Regions from separate parts of the Mus musculus genome. Here region 1 is linked to region 2. Evidence: chromatin contacts called from public HiChIP or PLAC-seq data. All regions are on one chromosome and are shown on one strand. Each heading gives the region's core, a stretch centred on a gene start, on an enhancer-like site or on the middle of the called end of the contact. The rest is flanking DNA. Distances are from core to core; before and after follow the strand shown. Region 1 holds the start of Arhgef16 (Rho guanine nucleotide exchange factor (GEF) 16). Region 2 overlaps Megf6 (multiple EGF-like-domains 6).

What was found. HiChIP or PLAC-seq counts read pairs in DNA pulled down with a chosen protein or histone mark.
Region 1: a contact with region 2 is called in an H3K4me3 HiChIP or PLAC-seq map of embryonic stem cells, with 30 read pairs. The contact joins the promoter of Arhgef16 here to the enhancer-like site in region 2. A contact is called at or near these places in 2 of 484 Hi-C or Micro-C datasets (the HL-1 cell line and embryonic stem cells), 5 of 115 datasets of contacts at active chromatin or transcription factors (astrocytes, embryonic stem cells and epiblast stem cells) and 3 of 9 other capture datasets (adipose tissue, liver and pancreatic islet).

What each region holds. Positions count from the first base shown.
Region 1 is chr4:154,298,642-154,304,607 of GRCm38.p6, forward strand. Arhgef16 (Rho guanine nucleotide exchange factor (GEF) 16) reads right to left here and starts at 1,254. Exons shown (of 15, transcript NM_001112744.1): 1 at 1,184-1,254. Gm52687 (predicted gene, 52687) reads left to right here and starts at 1,003. Exons shown (of 3, transcript NR_168682.1): 1 at 1,003-1,084; 2 at 1,549-1,834; 3 at 2,326-2,614.
Region 2 is chr4:154,241,535-154,248,358 of GRCm38.p6, forward strand. Megf6 (multiple EGF-like-domains 6) reads left to right here. Exons shown (of 37, transcript NM_001162977.1): 5 at 868-990. Among named protein-coding and RNA genes, the nearest start is that of Gm52687, 55 kb to the right of the region's middle. Within about 2 kb of position 5,122, at least 76 of the 459 cell types and tissues checked have an H3K27ac peak or open chromatin away from gene starts, as enhancers often do. A contact at or near this core is called in adipose tissue, embryonic stem cells and epiblast stem cells, where this site is marked.

The sequences.
Region 1 (5,966 bases), core at 4-2,503, 53 kb after region 2:
ACATGCCTGTGGCGCACATACATACATACATACACACAGGCACAACACTTAAATACATACAATAAATATATCTTAAAAAACAAACCAACTAACCAGAGATTTCTAGCTTTAGGTGTTTGGAGAAGGGTGGCAGGGAGCCTCTACCTAGCTCTCGACACCCTGTTCTCTGGCTGAGTCTTTACTTTTTCAAAGCCCTGAGACCCTTCCCTCTCTCAGGCCGTGCTGTGAGCGCATGGTCCGAGGCTTCTCTCTGGACCATGGGCAGAAAGAAGGGTCTGTCCCCAGAAGGGAACACAGCAGAGGTGCATTCAATCAATGAACTCTGATGGATAAACAGAGGCCCAGAGGCTCAAGGCCCGGAGGCTGGAGCAGCTTGCCTGAATCCACAAACAGCAACTTTCAAGCTTGGTGCCCACACACCTGGGTAGGGAGCCATTGCTATCAGGGCATACTGGCATGCAGTCACGAATGGCTCCACACAGTACCTGGGACCCTGCAGCTGGTCACTCAAGTGACAAACACACCCAAGCATCTACTTAGGAGCTACCAAATCCTGTCTGGGCTCCAGGCATGATGTGGAGGCCGCTAAAATCTCATCTTGGTGGCTACCAACTCAGATCTCGGCCCCTGGGACCAGGCCCATGCCCAAATTCATCTTTCTCGCTCAACCTCAAAATAGATCTCTGCTCCTTATTTACAGATATGGGAACCAAGGTAGTGGGTTGGGGACAGGTGCTCACCACCGTCCAGTCTATAAGTGCCGCCCTCTGCTTTCTGGGACAGCCCTCTCCCTCTGGAAGGCACTGCGGAGCCTGGCTAGAGGACTAGACACCAAAGCCACCAAGGTGGGATAAGGGCACGAGGGGGTCAGGCCACTCAGCCTATCTAAACAGATCGTCTTTCTAGCTCCCGGAAGAGTCACTTCCACGCCCCCCCCTCCCGGGACTTCCCAGGAGTCTCTGCGTTCAAGTGTCTAACCAGGTCCACTGCAAAGTGTCCCTTGGACTGTGGCTCAGGGCAGCTAGGCTCCAGATCCCCGGCTTTCAGCCCAAGAGAGAGGGCGGGGCGCGATGAAGTCGCCGAGGTACAGGAGGGGCGGGAGCGGAGAGGGGAATGGAGCAGAGGTGCTCCGGGCGCCCCAGGTGGTCTTCCCCTTGGCTGACTCTCCAGTCCCCAGACTCACCTGTGCGCGCAACCGAGGGTCGGCCGGGAGGGTGTAGCCTGCAGTGCCGCTGGGTCCCCGCGTCCCGGGGCCGGCCGGTCCCGCCCTCTCTACTTCCTGCGCGGTGGGCGGTCGGGCGAGCGGTCGGGCGGAGCCGGGGCCAGGTGGGCTCCGCCAGCGGCTGCGCGGCCGGAGGGCGGGACGCGCCCTGGGCACCTGCTGCACCACCACCGCCTCACCTGGCCGCGCCGGCTGCGTCACCGCTCTACCTGGGTCCGCCTGCGTTCACGTGACCCGTCTGGTGGTTCGGGCGGGAGTCCGCCCTCGGGTACTGTCTACCCTCCCTCCCGCTCCTACGCCCGCTTCCTTCTGTGCCTCACTCCCAGGTCCGCCGCCTCCTCCAGGAAGCCTTCGGAGAAATCCCGGGCCTGCGGGAACCTGTTTGTTGAAAGAAAGCCCCGCCCTCTGCATTCTTTGCAGCTGGCTGCTTCATGGCAGCCCTGGCCAGGATCTCCCAGAACACCTTTCATGGTTTAACCTATCCACCACAACCTCATTTTACTGAGAACTCTGAAGGCTGGAAATTCTGCTAGCCACACAGATCTGGCCGCGAGTCTCCAGATCTCAGGAAAACAGCTACCAAGTCTATGTAGTGTCCTCAAGAATGAGGAGGTAATAACGACCCCCATGTTTAGGGGGTCAGGCTCCTCATGTGGAAAAGGATGGGGTCTGCACCATTGCCCTCCGAAGTGCTAATCAAACCTGAGATCCCAAGGGTGGCTCTGATCAAGGTGAGAAGAGGAGGGTAGGCAAGAGGCATAGTGAGTGTAAGAGCCAAGAAACGAGGGAACACGTCCAGGAGGGTAGCCTGAGGCGGAGGCACAGAGAACACAGAGCAGGGTGGATTGGAGGCGGAGGCTGGAAGTGCCCAGTTCCCATTGGAGAGTGGGGTCCTCTTAAAGGCAGGGGGGTCAGGACTGGGCTGACACGGCCCTGACCATCCTGACTCTGCCAGGTATGTTTAGTCCAGACTCACCTTCCCCAGGCTGTCCCAGGTTCCTGGGAGCTGGGGTTACAGGCAGACACCATTACAGCTATTTTTTTCTTTTTCTTTTTTTTTTTGATGATGCAACATTGTATTCAGATGGTTTGTTATCCCCAAGACCCCTCAGGGCATGGCCATCAGAGCAGAACCTCAACCACTCTGGGACAAGAAGAGAGACCGTATCTGTTAAAACAGCCACCTCTCGGGCTGATGAAATGGCTCAGCAGTTAAGAGCGCCGACTGTTCTTCCAAAGGTCCTGAGTTCAAATCCCAGCAACCACATGGTGGCTCACAACCAACCGTAACAAAATCTGATGCTCTCTTCTGGAGTGTCTGAAGACAGCTACAGTGTACTTACATATAATAAATAAATAAGTAAATATTAAAATAAAAACAGCTGCCTCTCACTGTGGCTTGCTCTGCCTGGCTCACTAGGCTGTGCGTGACAGGGACATGACCTGGGTGTAACCCGAGGTCCTGAGACACAGCCAGTACTAGTCCCCATCCTGACCCACCTCTGTCATCTGTTTTTCAGGAAAGAGCTGTGACCTCACACCACGGCCCTCACACACGGTTCATGCAGTGTAGCCCCAGAGCTTGCTCTGACAGAGGTGATGCCGGAGACTCTGGGTTGGCACTTTCACTTTCTTGGCCAACAGTGTGGGGTTGTATGCCCTGGTGACACTCCTGTCTAGCTACTTACTGCCTGTGCCCTGGTCTTCCTATGCTTCCAACCTCAGCCCCGAAGCTGGGTGGTTCCTCTGCTCTTTCCGGTGTGATATCTTCTGGGCAGGGCACGAGTTGGCCACAGATCCAGGCTCAAATGGGCGTCAGTCACACTGGATGGAGGAGAGGAGCTCAGAGTGACCTGTGGACTGAGACCTGGGACCCAGAACTCTCTGGGTCTCAGCTGTCTGCGGTAGACTGCTCCTGGGAAAGGCGACTTGTTGCTGACCCCTTGAGGCCATTATGAGGTATTGCACCCCACCAAGCCCATCCTCAGTTTGCAGCATGTCAGCTCTTGCTTGGCAAGGTCTCATCACGCCCTGCCCCCCTTAGTATCTGACTTCTAAAGAATTAAAAGACGGGGGGGGGGACCCTCAAACACAAGACAGTTAACATCAGGGGAAAACGCAGACTCTGCAGGCAGAATCAACAGATGAAAAACACCCCCCCTCCTTTTTTTCTAGGAGCAGGGTCTCACTGTGTAGCCCAGGCTGGCCTGAAATCACTATGCATACCAAGTTGGCTTAAACTCATAGAGACCTGGCTGCTTCTGCCTTGAAAGTGCTGGAACGAAAGGTATCAGCACTATGCCTAACAGAAATGCAAGGTAGGGACAGAGAAAGGCCCCCTGCAAAACAGGCCAGGGGAGCAGAAATGCACATAGCAAGGCACACACAGAGAAAGCCCTCCCCCCTTGCAAAACACACTGCGGGTGTGGGACTCAGATGTCAAAGTCTAACCTTCTCCTGGAGGACTATTGGTTTTTTAAAGGGGGTGCTAGGCTGGAATTGGGGACACCTTTCTTTCTTTAGGAAAAGACTTGCATGCCTTTGTCTCAAGCTGCCAGGCCTTCTGTTTCAGGTCTTGAGGGCAAGGAAGAAGCCTGTAATCCTCTTTCTGTGTCTATCCCTGTCTGTCTGCCTGCCTGCCTGCCAGAGATCTAACTCCTAGTCCCTGTGCATGCTAAAGGCTCTGCTGCCAAGCTGTACCCAGCTCTGTCCAGGAATCTAATGAAATAAAAAGAGCAATCTAAAGTGTAGTGAAAAAGCCAAAGGGAGACGGTGTTGGACTATCTAACCTGTGTGACTGGAGGCTCAGGAAGGGCAAGCAGGACAAGGATGTGGAAAAGGACACAGTGTTTTGTCCAGTCATCATCAAAGAGGCTTCCTCCAGCAGCAGATGGGAGTGGATGCAGAGATCCACAGCCAGACATTACACGGGGAGATTGGAGGTCTCCACAGGGCCCCTTCCTCAGAGCGTGGAAGTCCTGTGAGAGAGTGGGGTAAAGACTGTAGGAGTCAGAGGGGATGGAGAGCACCAGGAAAATAGGGCCCACCGAGTCAGCTAAGCAATGCTCACAAGGGCTCACAGAGACTGAAGCTGCAAGCGCAGAGCCTGCAGGAGACTGCACCAGGCGCTCTGTGTATGTGTTCTGGCTGTTTAGCTTGGTGTTTCTATGGGGCTTCTGTGAGAGCTGGTGTGTCCTTTACTTGCTCTCAGGGCTCTTTTCCTCCTGTTGGGTTTCCTTGTCCAGGTTCAGTGTGAGGGCCTTTGCCTTGTCTAATTGGATGTTGTTTTGTCTGTTTGGTTTTTGTCTCTTGGAGGCCTGCTCTTTTCTGAAGGGATCTTGGTTAGGGCTTTATTGATGTGAACGGACATCATGACCAAGGCAACTCTTATAAGGACAACATTTAATTGTGGCTGGCTTACAGGTTTAGAGATTCGATCCATTATTATCAAGGTGGGAGCATGGCAGCATCCAGGCAGGCATGGTGCAGAAGGGGTTAAGAGTTCTATATCGGGTTGGAGAGATGGCACTGACTGCTCTTCTGAAGGTCCTGACTTCAAATCCCAGCACCACATGGTGGGTCACAACCATCCGTAATGAGATCTGACGCCCTCTTCTGGTGCATCTGAAGACAGTTACAGTGTACATAGATATAATAATAATAATAATAATAATAATAATAATAATAATAATAAATCTTTAAAAAAAGAGTTCTATATCTTCATGTAAAGGCTACTAGGAGACTGGCTCCTAATTGGTTAGGAGGAGATTCACATTGCCCATCCCACAGTAACACACTTCCGTCAACAAGGCCACACCCACTCCAACAAGGCCACACCTAATAGTGCCACTGGCTGGGCTAAGCCGATACAAACCATCACATTCCACTCTCTGGCCCCCCCATAGGCTTATTCAAACACATAAATCTATAGGAGAACATACCTAAGCATAGCATAATAAAAAAGTCCATTTAGTCCAAATTCCAAAGCTCCATAGCCTACAGAAGTCTCAATGACGTTAAAAATCCAAAGATCCATCTAATCAATCACTTAACTGCAATCCCCAGAGCAAGACAGGAAACCAGCTGGGCAAACTCCAAACTCTACATCTCCATGGCTGATAACAAAGCGGTCTTCAGATCTCCACTCCTTTTTCATCTTTGTTGACTGCAACAAACTTCTTTCTCCTGGGCTGGGTTCACTCCCTTCTAGCAGCTTTTCTCAACAGATAGCCCATGGCTCTGACATCTCAAACATCTTAGGTTCTCCAAGTCAACTTCAGCTTTTCAGATTCTTGTTCCAATGTCTTGGATCCACACATGATCTTCTGGGCTTGGGTCACTTCTCCAGGTCTGCCCTGTGTAGCACTCTAGGCTCTAGTTGATTCTACTCCATTGCTGCTGCTGTTCTTGGTGATCATCCCATGGTATTGGTATCTCCAATACACTGGGGTCTCGAAATGCAACTAGGCTTCACCAATAACCTCTCAAAGGCTCTCTTCATGGTGCCTAACCTCAGCTCCTTTGCATGACCCCTTCAGTTCTGGGCCATCATCTGCAACTGAGGCTGCACCTTCACCAATAGCCTTTCCTGGCCACTTACAGTGCCAAGGCTCAGCTGATGCTCATGACCCCTTCATGCCTTCAAAACCAGTACCACCTGGGTGGTTCTTACACATTATCAAGACCAGATGCAGCACAAGGTACAACCTTGGCTCTCTCTGGAACAAGGCTTCTTTGTGCTCTC
Region 2 (6,824 bases), core at 3,872-6,371:
GTTGGGGTGCAGGAGTGATGCCCAAGAACCCCAGACTGTCTCAAGTTTTACAGACCAGCTGGCTGAGAAAGTCCCTGGCACTACCTCCGCTGAGCTGTGTGTGCTTTTGTGACCTGCCAAGGCTGTGAGCTCAAGAACCACTCTTCTTCGGACTCCCTGAGATGGATGTTGTTACCCCAGCTCCTCTAACGTGGGGTCTGAAACCCTCATGTGCCCTGACTCTTCTGTCTCAAGTATGTCAGGCTTTTGTTCTCACATCAGCTGAGGACTCGAGTGACGGTTGCTTCGTGAAACAGGAACATTCGTACCGTTGTTTCCCGCCTTTTGTGACAGGCACACAGAGCAGGGCACACTCATGTGGCTCCAGGTGAGCCCTTTGCCACCCAGCCAGTCAGCTCTTCACTACATCCCCATTTTTGACCGGAGATACCTGGTCACCATAGAAACTGTAGAAGGGGCACCACCAAGTGAGGGGGTACACTCCCAGTAGACAGGTCCCAGGAAGCACTGAGAAACAGAAAGGAGGATGCTTCCTGGACAGACAGACAACAGACACTGTCCATGCCTGGAGTCTATGCTTGACCCTGAAGCTCCTCCCTGGAGCCCTCCCTGGGCTGGCCCTACCCTTGGGGTTGTGTGCATCTGCTATAAAGAAGACAATGGCTCATGCTGAAATTTCCTCTGGTAGCTCTTCCTGTCAGGGCATGCTAGCCATGGAAGATGGGCACTGATTATGTCTGGGGTCACAAGGGAAATAGATAAAGTCTGAGAAGGTCTTGAGTTTGGGTGCCGTCTGTCTCCTTGGTGCAGTGGGCCTAGCCCAGTGTGTACCTAGCTGGTAACTCCACTCTCTCTCCCTCTGTCTAGATGTGGATGAATGTCGATCACACAATGGTGGTTGTCAACACAGGTGTGTGAATACCCCCGGCTCTTACCTCTGTGAGTGCAAACCCGGCTTCCGGCTCCACACAGATGGCAGGACCTGCCTGGGTAAGTGTCACCTGCCTGGGGCTCTGAACCTTTGGTGAAACTCACTCTCCAGAATGTACCCATGTCTGCAGAAGGGGCCCAGTTATGTCTGAGTGGGCTGGCACTGGGCTATGCCCTTGGGGGCTCCTTCCTAAGGAGCATGGCTACCTGGGAGTCCTAAGCGCACCTTTACTGCACTCCCCAGGTCCCTGTGCCCTCAGGCTCTGCCCGCTCTGCAACCATGCTGTCTTGTTGAGAGATTGAGACCATCTACGGGGGTTGATCAGTCTGTGGGGACCCAGGCCTAGCTGAGCTGCCACCAAGACGTGAGGTGGGGGACTCCTTGGGTTGCTCTCAGGAGGTAGGAAGGAAGGCTGAGACTTGGCCGTGTCGATTGAAAGCATTTCTTGGTCTGCAGAGCGGGAATTCTCCGGAAGCCTGCATGTGTGAGCATGTGAGCTTCGGTAGTGGTGAGGGGCAGCCAGAGAGCAGGCCCCTGGCCTCTGACTATGTAGAGGCTCTGCTGTGAGGGGAGGGCTTAGTGGCCTCTCGAGGACACAGAGCCCCTGACAGCTTAGAGCTAAAGAAACACCCATGTTATGCAAAGGAAGCTCCACAATGCACTCTGGGCCTGCGGACAGGCACCCGGCGTAAGGCACGCACGGTGGGTCCCTCCCTCTGCTTCTATGTTGTTCTGGGGAAGGGCACCCCTACTTTCTACTTTGGAGACCTAGACAGCTTGGGCCAGTTCTGAACAGCCTGGTCTTGGCTGCCAGATGGCTGGTCATGTGCCAGCCCTGGGGGGTTGCACCCCATACACACATGTCCCAGCCTCTGTCCTCTCCACTCCAGGAGCCAGTCAGTGAGAAGCAGAAGCAGATGCAGAAATGTTGCCATGTGTTTCAGGCAGGGGTAACGGTGATAGCAGAACCCAGTGCCTGCCTGCTGGCCCTTCTGGGAGTCTGTGGCTTGGACTCTTTAGCCTTGGGCACCCTTGCCAGGCAGGGTACTCCTTAAAGAGAGGTGACCCTGGAGATTGGTGTGAGGGGTGACCCCTGCTGCTGGATGGATCCAGGACTAGGACACTCTTCTCTTGTGACCGTCACTGAGAAGCCTTGAGAGGATTAAGAGCCAGGATGACATGTATCATTAACAGTCAGAGAGGACGATGCTTCTTAGACCCAGAGTGACCGGTGGCACTGCTCAGAGGTACTGAGCTGCGGGCCTCAGGAAGCCCAGGAGGGATATCCTCTTACCCTGCCTTGGTCCTGTGCCTGCATCACCCATTGCTGTTGCTGGGGACAGACGTGCTAGATTCTACACCCTTGGGGCACCAGAAGGATGGGTTCAAGGCGTGTGTTTATTATTGATGGTCTTCACTGGCCCTGTGGCTGTTGCCCAACATTGTTTAAGTGGATGGGTTCTCAGGGCTTCCTTCCACTGGTTTCCACACACCCATGCCTGCCTCCTGGCCCCTCCTACCTGAGAGCTTATCTGACTGCAGGAGTATTGGCTGGATGGGGCGCTTCAGAGAATCTCTCTCTCTCTCTCTCTTTTTTAAGCTGTAACTTTCAGCGAGGGTTTTTACACGGATGCTTCCTAAGATCACAATCTCCTGGTTTACTGTGTCTGGGGACAGCAGGATAATGTCCTACATCTCTGTTAAGAGATGCTAGTGCAATCCTTCCTCCCTTCCTTTCTCCTAAGGTGTCGCCAGGCTGAGGCAGCCTGGACTTACTTTGTAGCCAGAGCTGGCATTGAGCGTCTGTACCTCCAGCCTCCACCTCCCAAGTGTCAGGATTTGAGGCTTGAGCCACCACACCCTGCACCAAATACTCTCTATGCTTAATAGAGAGAAAAATCAGAAAGATTCCCACTTCCATTCTCTCTTTAAATTTTACTTATTTTATTTTATGTGCACGAATGTTTGTTTGTATGTGTGTACACTATGCATAAGCCTGGTACCCCTCAAGGCCAGAAGAGGGGGTTGGAACCCCTAGACATAGAGTTACAGATGTCTGTGAGCTGCCGTGTGGATGCTGGGAATCCAATCCAGGTCCTCTGCAAGATCAGCCAATGCTTTAAACTGCTGAGCTTAAAAATGAGAATTTTAAGGACTTTGCTACCAAGCCACTGTAGTAAGAACATTGTCCCCTGTCTTGGACAGCACTCCAATGGGGACAGCAAGGCCCCACCCATGATTTAGTATGCACTCTCCTGGGTGCTCTGTCCTCCCTCTCATTTCTGAGGTGGGGACAGCCAGGCCTGAGGCTGCTCTAGCTTTTTCTGTGTTCTAGCATGAGCCAGTTCCTCCTTTCCCCAGCCATGGAAAGTAGGGCCTGCCCAGTGGGGTGGTTTGGCTGATGGTCCAGGAGCGTTCCTGCTTTCCCGTGACATTTTGCAGAGCTCCGGAGGGGAACGGCCTCGGGGTATCCTAACAGCAAAAGGGGTGCCCTGCTTCTCCGTGTGGCTGAGGTGCTCCGCGTGCTGTGCACTTGTCTAGTGGCTTTTAGTGTGACCTGGGCACAGTTCTTGTGTATGGATGTTTCCTTGTATGTGAAGGACAAATGGGGCCAGTCTAAGGGACCATGGCTATTGCTGGCTTAGCCCCATGGCAAAGCGGGGGGGAGGGGGGGTCTCTTCTCTTTATGTTACACCTGTTGGCTCAGGATGGACACCCTTGGGGCGGGCTCTGCTGCTAACACATAACATATACCTGTGGTGGTCCTGCCGCCAGAGTCACATGACTGATGGAAAGCTGCCCAGCCCTGCCCTTGGCCTGTTCCTACTTGTGTGTACCTGTGGTACACGGTTTTCACTCCCCAGGCTTTGGGACGGTAAAGGACTTTACAGGCTCCAGTCTGTCCCCAAGGCTCCGTCCTGGAGGAGAAACCTCAAGGAAAGCTGCTTGGGCCCCCGAGACTGCTGCTGGCAGTCTGCTTGGTCTGGGGCCAAAGCCACAGGCAGCTCAAACGTGCAGACTGCCAGGCTCTTTTGCAAAACCCATCCCCACGGAGCCGCCAATGCAGCTCTGCCCGTGTCTCCCAGTTCTTCCAAAACCTGGCAGGGGTTACAGTTGCACAAGGGGTCAGCTTCCCAGCCCTGAGAAGCCTGAGGAGGCCTGGCCTGAGGGAGAGGTGGGAAAAGAGAAAGCAGCTGCTGTGGTCAGTCCCTTCCTCTGTCTCATGATCCTACCCTGGCTCTTCGAAGGGCAGGGACTGCTTCCACTTGGCCTAGAGGAACAGGCTGAGGTGGAACAGGGGTGTCGAGGTTGAGCAGCCCATACTGGGTGCAGAACCCAGCAGGGGAGGTTAGGCAGCCACGGTGGGCATTCAGGAAAATGGCATGTCATGGGTGTGTGTGTGTGCATACTTGGTGACTGACGGTGGTGCTGGATTGAAGCGGGTAGGGGAGTTTTGGGAGGGACCCATTCCTCTGCCCTTGGGTCAAGTAGGCCCAACGTTGGTTTTGTGATTGAGTGCACCTGCTTATGGGTTCTATCTGCCATCTACGTAACCCACCAAGTATTTTGGTAAATGCTTTGGGGGGAGGAAGCTGGGAATTTCTTATGAGGCCTCTCACTGGATTGAGTGTGTTTCCCTGGAGGGGTGCAGCCAGAAGTTAAGCCTTGGCAGTAGAAAATTGCCCAGGGCTCCCTGGAAGGACAGGCTGCTCTGGCCACTGATGGAGCATAGAGGGAGCTCTCAGCACCTTATGGCCACATCAGTTGAGCCAGCCCCAACCCTCCAGGATGATCTGGAGGATGCAATAAAGAAGCTGATGAACTTGGCTTGGCTTGGCTTGGCTTGGCTGGCTGGAGGCAGACCTGGCTCTTCATGTGCAGCCAACTAAATGACCCTCGGGTGTTCCTGATGAAAGGCTCTCTGAGGCTTTGGCTCAAGACCCAAGGTTGAGCCTGGAGTACAGGTACTGCCTCCTGAGACTGGACAAGCGTCCTTTGTTGGGGCACCATACATCCAAGAGTGTTAACCAGGTTGGCGCAAGCAGCCCCCTGTCCTATAGGAAATGTATTTTCTATGAGATCCAGGCTCTTTCTCCACCAAACCAGGTCTTTCCTCCGAGCTCTGCACTTCACACCCTGTCCTGAGTAGTGCGACTCCTGCTGGCTGTGGGTGGAGTTGCAGCCCAGCTGTGGTGGAATTCCAACTGGTCAGTGGAGGCTGCCGGGACCAAACACCACGTGGGCTTAAGCCACAGGGCTTTATTTCGCTCATAGTTGCAAGTCCAAGAGCAAGGTGCCAGCCCTTCTGGTCCCTGGCGCGGTCAGAGCCCCATCTGTGGGACCACTTCCAACCTTAATTAAGGTATAAGACCCAGCTTCTGAACAATGTCATATCAGAGGGCTTCAGCCTATGACATGACGGGGCGGAGCGGGGGCGGGGTTGTGGAGGGGAAAGGGTGGGATGGGGCGGGGCGGGGCCTGAGTTGGGCGGGGCAGGGCGGGGGCGATTAGGGTGGAAGGCAGAGGTGGAGCAGGAACACACAGACATTAAGACTCTAATAAAGAATGTCACCCAACTGTAGTCATTTGTGTCTGATCGGGAAGTGGGCCGAGGCGGAATATTGGGTCCTGCAGGCTTGTATACAGACCACAGACTTCTGTGGGCTGAAAGGGGAATCGGGGCATATTGTGGAGACAGACCCATCCGGCCCTGTTGCCTGGAGTTCTCAACCCTCCTGCCTATATATCTCCAGTACTGTGCTTTTAGGTGTCTCACCGACCCTGGCTGAGGCATTTGCCTTATGAGTATGCATCTATATATACTTACTGCAGGGAGGCCAGTCCCTGACTTCGCTCCAAAGGTCACTCAGCCACTGACCTCTCCAAAGGTCTCTCAGCCCCTGGCTTCTGCTCCAAAGGTCTCTCGGCTTTGCTCATGTCTGACCTTGGGTCTGATTTCTAGCACCACAACCAGATGTGAGCCTCTGGCCCTGGTCTTGGCAGAAGCCCCGAGTGTGTGTCTTACAGCTGTGCCTCAGTAACTTGAGGAGCCTGGAGACACAGACCCTGGCCATTCCTGGAGCTGTGAAGCCCAGCGCAGAGAGGACAAAAATCTGCCTGGCTCAGCTTTCCCGGAATCCACAAAGGATGTGCTGGGTGATGCTGGCCTGGCTCCCTGGTGTGCACAGCTTGGGAGCATCTGGGCGGATGCAGTCCTGTGGAGTGAAGGGCTGGGGTGGTTCTGAGGGTGTGAAGCTGCACTGGCATCCCAAGTCTTTAGTGCCAGCCGTGGTGGACTCATTCCGCTGCTTTGGAGATGAAGTACCTTTCCCTCCTGGTGGATGGTGCTTCCTGCTGAGACGCTGAGACGTCATGCCCCTGTGCCTGCCCGGCCCTGCCAGAATGGGCTTCTGGTTCGTATTACGTGTCCCGAGTAGGGACGCAGTTGGTGTGGTGAGCATGAGTAAACAGAGCCCCCAGGAATGTGGGGCCAGCTGAGGCCACGTGCATGGGCGCCGGGACGCCTCAGGAGGGAGGGCTGGTGGCCGAACAGCTGGCTCAGGTGAGGTCAGCCAGGCCTGGGCTCAGCGTGGCTTATGTCCAGTGTAGGGGGTCAGAGCAGAGATGGGGAAGAGCACAGGTTAGCAAGCTTACCTCAGTTCTGTGGGAGATCGCTGTGGCTTCTCCCTTATATCGGGACCCCACGTGGCCAGGAGATCAGTCTCTGCCTCCCCGTGGCTGGCTTCGCCCCAGAGAAGGGGGCCTCCATGTGTTCCTCCGGCTGTGTGTCACGTGAGCGAGGAGAGAGCTGTTGTACAAGCAATGTGGCCTTTAAGCAGGCTTGCTTTGAAGGAAGGCCGGCCTTCTCAGATCCCCGAGGCATCTCACGAGG